Regions from separate parts of the Mus musculus genome. Here region 1 is linked to region 2. A link is a contact called in public promoter capture Hi-C data. All regions are on one chromosome and are shown on one strand. Each heading gives the region's core, a stretch centred on a gene start, on an enhancer-like site or on the middle of the called end of the contact. The rest is flanking DNA. Distances are from core to core; before and after follow the strand shown.

The links. Promoter capture Hi-C pulls out the DNA fragments that hold promoters and counts their contacts.
Region 1: a promoter capture Hi-C map of the HPC-7 cell line shows a contact between it and region 2, with 3 times the contacts expected there. The contact joins the promoter of 1700012B09Rik here to the enhancer-like site in region 2. A contact is called at or near these places in 11 of 39 promoter capture datasets (the 3T3-L1 cell line, 3T3-L1-derived adipocytes, the C10 cell line and 6 more), 1 of 115 datasets of contacts at active chromatin or transcription factors (large pre-B cells) and 2 of 9 other capture datasets (adipose tissue and liver).

The regions. Positions count from the first base shown.
Region 1 is chr9:14,768,441-14,772,328 of GRCm38.p6, reverse strand. 1700012B09Rik (RIKEN cDNA 1700012B09 gene) reads left to right here and starts at 1,299. Exons shown (of 4, transcript NM_029306.3): 1 at 1,299-1,490. The coding sequence starts at 1,361.
Region 2 is chr9:13,773,564-13,776,972 of GRCm38.p6, reverse strand. All of the region lies in intron 1 of Mtmr2 (myotubularin related protein 2), which reads right to left. Among named protein-coding and RNA genes, the nearest start is that of Gm39291, 26 kb to the right of the region's middle. Within about 2 kb of position 2,047, at least 8 of the 459 cell types and tissues checked have an H3K27ac peak or open chromatin away from gene starts, as enhancers often do. A contact at or near this core is called in the HPC-7 cell line, where this site is marked.

The DNA.
Region 1 (3,888 bases), core at 50-2,549, 1.0 Mb before region 2:
GTGGTAATGTTAAGAGTGGCTTTGTTGGAGGAAGTGTGTCACTGTGTGTCACTGTGTGTCACTGTGTGTCACTGTGTGGGCTTTAGAGGGTTCCTCCCATGCTCAGGCTCCTCCCATTGCAGAAGAGGCCCTCCTCCTAGATGCCTGGAAGATAGTCTTCTCCTGACTGCCTTTGGATCAAGATGTAGAACTTTCAGCTCCTTCTCCAGCACCATGCCTAAATGCTGCCATGCTTCCTATTACGATGATAATGGACTCTCTGAGTCTGGAAGCCAGCCTCAATGAAGTGTTTGCCTTTACATGACTTACCTTGGTCATGGTGCCTCATAGCAATGGAAACCCTAAGACGCTGCTGTTTGAGTTTACTGTTCACTAGAAGTCAAGGTTCAAGTTTTTTCCAGATGAGCAACCACTTCATCTAATTCCACTGCTTAATAGTTTCTTCCCTCTATTATATCTGGTGCTCATATAGTTAGGTCAGTTTCTAGACGATTCTACTCCACTTATGTGGTTAAATGATTGCACATTTTACAGGAAATTATCAATCAAAAATGAAAGTGGTTGGCACTAGGGTACAGTAGACATATTGTGGAGGGTGTCTCCTGAATTTGTTTAATTGTTTTTTTTTTTTTTAAAAACCCTGTAGAATTATTTAACTTTATAAGATAATGCACATTTAATTTTTGTAAAATCTCAGTGCCACTTTTTTAATGACTGCAAAAAAGAGAGACGGAGGTAACCACTGCTTTGAACAAAATCTCGATTTTCAGACTCACATTTCCAATTCTGTGGGTTTGTCACCTGAAAAATCGGTGATTTTGTGAGCTGTCATAGACTATGGGTACGAAAATCCTTGTAAACTAACTACAGCTATTTAGTAACTTACAGCCCAAACTTGTGAATTTTCAACATGAATTGGTTGAGAATCATGTCCAAGTCTAGATGTGACTGGTAAAGCACTGTATGGAATGAGTGACTAGTGGGGAATTTCTGGTCCTGTTCCTGTGGCCCACCCTAACACTCACCCGGACGTGGTGACCAAATCTTTGAGGCTTCGGAGTCTTTGCTGAATCACGCATGTGACAGTTGTGTGGCCTCGGGCTCTTTTCCAAACCTTTGTGACTCTCAGCTATACAACTGAAGCATCTCTCTTGAGAAAGCTGGGGCCTTTCCGTGGGGTCTGTAGCTAAGGAATTAAGGCTCCTGCTAGCAGGTAGGCTGTTGCCTGCACCCAGGGCCTGTGGGAAATTGGCAGAGCCCTGGAGGCCCGGAGCATCTGCGGTCACTATGACAACCTCAGACGCCTTGCGTTCCAGAGCAGCCGGTGGCGGAGTTGAGAGGCCGTGGAGACCCCGGTGGCATGAGGCGGCAGGAGGCGCTGGCAGGGACAGCCTCAGAGGCGGGCCGCGAAGGGGAGCAGCCTAGGCCGGCAGGGCTGGGGTGCCGCACCCGTGCTGAGCCTGGTGGCCCCCAAGAGTCTCGCCAACAATGTGAGTTCAGCTTCACCTTCAAACCTTGGCAGTGGTGGGACCAGTGACAACAAGGCGGGGGAGGGGGGGAGACCCCAAAGTGGAGCTAGCTGGAGTACTTAAGGTTTCTGGGGGAGAACTGGAGAGCTGCTGTTTGCAGGTAAGAATAGTAGCAGAAAGCTACTGTGACAGCAGGGACAGACATGGAGGGATGGGGAACAGCTTAGGCCCTCAGGATCTCCTCGGGCCAACGTCTATGTAGGAGACTATCTTCCCTTCACCAAGAATTCCTGAGCCCAAGGGCTGGATATCATCCTCAACTGAGTTGAGTTGGTCGATAACAGCATTGCTTTTTAAAGGAACCATGAATACATTACCCCAGAGGTATGTATCTAATGGTGTTGGGGATAGAGCTTGGTGGTATACCACTTGTCTAGGACCTCCAGGACCTGGGTTCACTCCCTCCTACTTGTCTGAGATGCAGGGTAAGAACCACTCACCCCTCACAAGGCATCCTTCATTTCCCAGATCATAAAACCAAGGCGCAGAGCAGGGGGAAGGAGATGAAGTCAGCCAGGGCTGGCAAAATACTTAAAACCCTTCAACAATCACCTCCAGCAGTCCAAACCCCCAAATCACTACCTGGGTTAGAATTTCACATGCAATCTTTCTTATGTCCTCTGCCCATGGAATATGCAAACAATATTCAAATCAGTAAAGACTGTCTTGAGGCAGTTGTAACTATATTTCTAACAGGTTTGTAGCGTCCTGTACCTGATCCTTTAGCAGCTGGTGAGGGAGATGGATGAAAACACAGGGCCAAGGAGGAGTGCAAACAGCTTCCAGGGCTGCTCAGAGCCTCCTTGATTGCCTCTCTGGGGACTAACAGGAGCATCTGGCGGCTCCCGCTGCTTGCGCCCTCTTCTCTCTCTCTCTCTCTCTCTCTCTCTCTCTCTCTCTCTCTCTCTCTCTCTCTCTCTCTCTCTCTCTCTCGTGTGTGTATGTGTGTGTATGGTGTGCGCATGTATGAAGGCCAGAGGACAACTCCAGCTCTCTTTTCTCAGGTTTAAGTTTCACTGAGAAAATATGTACTACTGATCTTGAAGTTTTCGTGCAGGATAGGCTAGAATGGCTGGATGACTGGCTGTCTGGCCTGGGACTCCAGGGATCAATCTGCCACCACACCAGGCTTTTCTTATTATAAGACATAAATAATTATATTAGCCCACAGGCAACTGTGAAATAAACACAGGCAAAATGGTCAGGTGCATTATAAAAAATCAGCACCAATTGCTGTTAGAAGTCAAGAAGCCTGGCAACCCTTGTTGTAAAACAAACCCCCAGAGCGGCTCAGTTCTCAGCAGTTCTGGGCTTTGTCCTGCGCACAACTGCCTGCTGACCAACACTTAAATGTGCATGAGCAAGGGCACAGTATGTGCATTTCTTTTCCTCTTTCCTCTGTCTCCAGTCCCCCTCCCTCCTTCCCTAGCTCTTTCCTAAGGGAGGACTTTCCCCTCTCCAGCTTTTTGTCATTCTCACAAATCTCCTTCAGCAGTTTCCTGTGAATTCTCCTGTTGCCAACCTGCAGTCTGTCAAGAGACCTGCGCTTTGAGCAGGCAGCTCTTCTCTGTGATCCGTGTTATTTCTGCGATTCTCCAGAGAAAGCCTAAAGCCGTTAGTTTCAAGCAGTGCTGGCTCCTGCTCACATGACCAACCTAGGAAACAAAAACGAGAACCTTAAAGTGCCTGGTTGTAACTTTTCTGAGTCTGGGGACATATCTGAGTCCTTACCATCTGAAGTGGACCGGAGTCACGTCCGAGGCTCTTATCCTGTTTGGGCCAGTTTGTAGTCGGGACAAGTACACTCATGCTACCTGTTGGCTAACCTGGAATAAGAGGAGATGTCTGCCATGTCTTAGTGAGAGTAACATCAAATCTCAAATATGTAACAAATTTCCTTGCGTTCTTCTGGGGTTGAATTGTGACAGGAGCCCCTTGTTCTCTAGTGCTGACAGACATACCCAGCTGTAGCAGTGTGGTATCCAAGCATACATCTGCTTTCCACCTCTTATACCACTCTCCATTCAGCATCCAATCACTGAGACAGAAAGACTTCTGCCTTTATGAATTGATGGTGGTTTTAAAAAGACAGACACTAAATCCTCAGTTACACAATAATTGGATGCGGATATGCAAATGAAGAGACAATAAATGAAACAAAAGAGGAAAGAAAGGTTACAAGGCAAAAAAGACCGTTGTAGAGATGCTTCCCCAGGGAACTGATACTCAATAAAGCTGGCGCTTATAATTCGAGTGGCAGTTACTTAGGCAGAAGCTCAGAGAGAGACTGGTCATGCAAAGGTGAGATTAGAGGGGAGGGAGGACCAGGGTGGAAGACTGAGCATGGAGAAGCGTATAG
Region 2 (3,409 bases), core at 798-3,297:
GCAAATTATGCAGCCTGATAACATCAACCAACACCACTCTGGGCCGCAGGTCTCCTAGGCACACACACTTCGCTAGCCAACATCCGTTCCTCCTGCTATCCTTGCCCCCTTCTACTTGTCATCAACTCAAGTTACTCAGCTTCTCCCACCCACTTCCCCTGCTCAGAGCATCCATCAACAACTCCCCTCAAACATTTTTGCTGTGATTTTTATTCCACAGAGAATACTGTCCTGGCATCTTCAGCAGAATTCTCCAAACTCCCACTTGCCTCAGCTGACACCTCCCAAGAATCTACTTTCTTGAACCCCTTTGAATTAGGGCGGCTTTTTCATTTTTCCACAACTAATAAATACAACCAGCATTTTTCTAGCTCAGTTCTTATGTTTCTATTGTAGTATACTTTTCTGTCTTCACATATAGAAAACTTCTGATATAAGTGGCCTTTTATACAACTGGCTATAATCCTTCCTTGTTAATTAACTAACCATACCTTTCTCAAAAAGGGCTTTTCCTGGTCACCTGGCCTATTCCTATTTCTTTCTATTCCAATAGTGCTGTCTAAAATTGTGGCAATTTTACTGTCCACCAGGATACATTCCTTATCCACATTTCTGCTTTATCAACATGAACATTATCAGTTCTGGAGCAACACTGCTTCTGTAAGCTTTAACCTGAAGGATTCAATTTCTCAGCACAGATGTTCTTCATTCCAATAACCTTGCTTTCTTACTTGCCTTTTGGCTAGTCTTCAGCCTAATACACCAGTCCTCCAACGTGTCCATTCCCCCTTATCCACTGCTCTTCTCTTCCTGCTCACTTCCCCTTTCCTATCCAACTTGTCCCTAAAATCTCACATGCAGCTGGCATAGATAAGATACTTGCAAAATCCTTGTTGGATAAATCCATAAGTGAAAGAATAAGGATCAAAGAACTGGAAGACTGAAATCAACCCCCTTAGAGGCTGTTGGAAAACCTCACCCCCAAGCCCACCTTCAGTAACCTAGCAACAGCAGGCCACATCATCATCAGCTGCCAAGATACAACACAATTCCACTGCTGTCATTAGGTGCATATTATCCCTATGCGCATGTGCTATACCCCTTATTAAAAGCCAGTACCTTCTCCTCCTGCTCTCTCTCCCCTTCCACCCTGGCTCAGAGGCAGTCTCTGCATTTTGCCCCACTCCCCCAATAAATCTCTTGCATGTGATCTGTTGTATGGTGTGATATTTGCAGCATGCCTTAGCCTATACCCAAATTACTTGGCCACTAAATCGTAACACTGGTGTCATGACTCGGTAGGATATCCTGGTGTCTGTACACTTCCCAATCATGGAGTCACACCAGGACCCTATCCCTTGTCCCCAATCCTCCTCCAAGAGACTCCATTTCTGTTTCACCTAATGCTAGGCACCCAATCCAACACTGGCAAATAGCAAGTTTTCCCTCCAATCCGTGTGAGCGCTTCTCTGGATCCGAGGGAGTAACTGCTGAGTTTCTGGCACCTCCCTGGTATTCTTGGAGGCAGAGGTACCCCCAGCCATGGTCTTTAAGAATACTATTGAAGCTCTTCACAGATACTCACCTCTGACCATTTCACGCTTGAGCAAGCTAGCTAGTAGCTAGTTTGCCTCTCTCTCTCTCTTTCTTTCTTCCTTCCTTCCTCCCTTTCTTTCTGGCTTCATTTGAAAGTCCTGGTACCTGCTACTTGTGTCTTCCAGCTTTTAGCCCTGGCCCTTGAACTGTGAGGTGACAATCGCATGCCTTCTGGAGAACTACTGACTGCTTCACCTAGCACCCAACTTAAAGGCCTCTAAACTTACTGCCTTTGCAGTGGAATATATCTCAATACCCCTTAGATAAACAATCAAAATGGCTGCCCAACAGCAACCTAGGTCCGGACATTAATAGGAACCTCTATAGATACTTCCAGCAACCTGGGAAATAGAGGGAGAGTCTATGTCTAAGCTTTCTCTTATCTCTGCTCCAAGCCCTCCCTCTGTTATTCCTGTTCCTGTTTCCCTACTCAGCTTCTTCTAGCTAAGAAGTCTGAATAAGAGGAACTTCCATTATTCTTGACTCTGCTAAGAGCCCCCTGACTCCCTGCTAGTCTCAACCCACAACTGCTTCTTTTCTGGCTCTCTCAGCAACAGACTACTCCAAGCACCCACTCTGATGCCCACTTTTACCCCACCATCTGCTATACCCCCAGCCCCACTACTCACTCCTGCTCTTCAATGGGACACCTTCTGTCCCTTCCGATCCCCTTAACTCCACCTCAATTCTCACTTTGCAAGAGGTTGCAAGAGGATGGTCTGGTCAAGGTACATGTCTACTGTTCATTAAGTGAACTCTCTTAAATAGAAAAAAAATAAAATAAAAACAACAAAAACAAAAAGTAAAAACTAAAACAAACAAAAACAAAACAAAACCTGGGTTTTATACCTCTAACTCATCTACTTTCATTAAAGAATTCCAATTTATCACCAAACCCTACAGTCTCACTTTCTATGACTAACAATCAACTTCTCAATGAGGCAGTCTGTCAGGGACCCCCAGTGGGACTGCAATACCCCAGTGGGGGCATTCTAGCTAGAGATCAGCTTACAACTTGCCTCCTGGCCAGTCTCCAATAGATCATCTAGAACAAACATCAATCCATCTCAATTTCTAGAATGCCTCACAAAGGCCTGCTTACATTACAGTACACCAATCTAGATCCTGAAAACCCAGAGGACAAACAACTCCTCATGACCTATTTCTGTTCTCAGAGTTGCCCCAATATTAGGGCCAAGCTTAAGTGCTTAGAGACAGGACCCATAAGGGCCATAAACAAAATTAACAAATGCTGACCAAGGCCATTCAACCAGCTTCAGCTACTTCTCAGGCTCCCTTGCCTCCTAAGACCACCAGGTCTCCGTTTCAAATGTATTCAGGAGGGTCACAGGGCCTGGGCCTGCCCTAACCTCTGCAGACTACCCTGGCCATGTCCAAGTGCCTTCAAGAGTCAACAATGGGCTGTTGACTTGCCCCCCGAGTCCCTCATAGAACAGGGACATCAGACTCATATCACCTTCCAACCCACCTTTTAGACCTAATCATGGACAACTGAAGGGGTCTGGGCTCACATGGCCTGACTACTGTCATCTCTAACAGGGAGCTCTGTGTAGGCATTATGGTAAGCCATCTCCTTCCTCCAGAACACCACTTACTCTGCCTGACAGGAGTTTTGGGGACCCACCTCTTCTCCTCATTTCCCTATTGTCAGGGCAGGGGAGCAACCTTTCCAACCTCACTAGACCCTACCTCTCAACTGCATTTTCAGAGGTGTTCCTCTCACCCCATTCTTTACTGGTGGTGCCAACCTGTTCCATTCCCTTATTGGGAAGGGATCTTCTAGCCAAAGTGG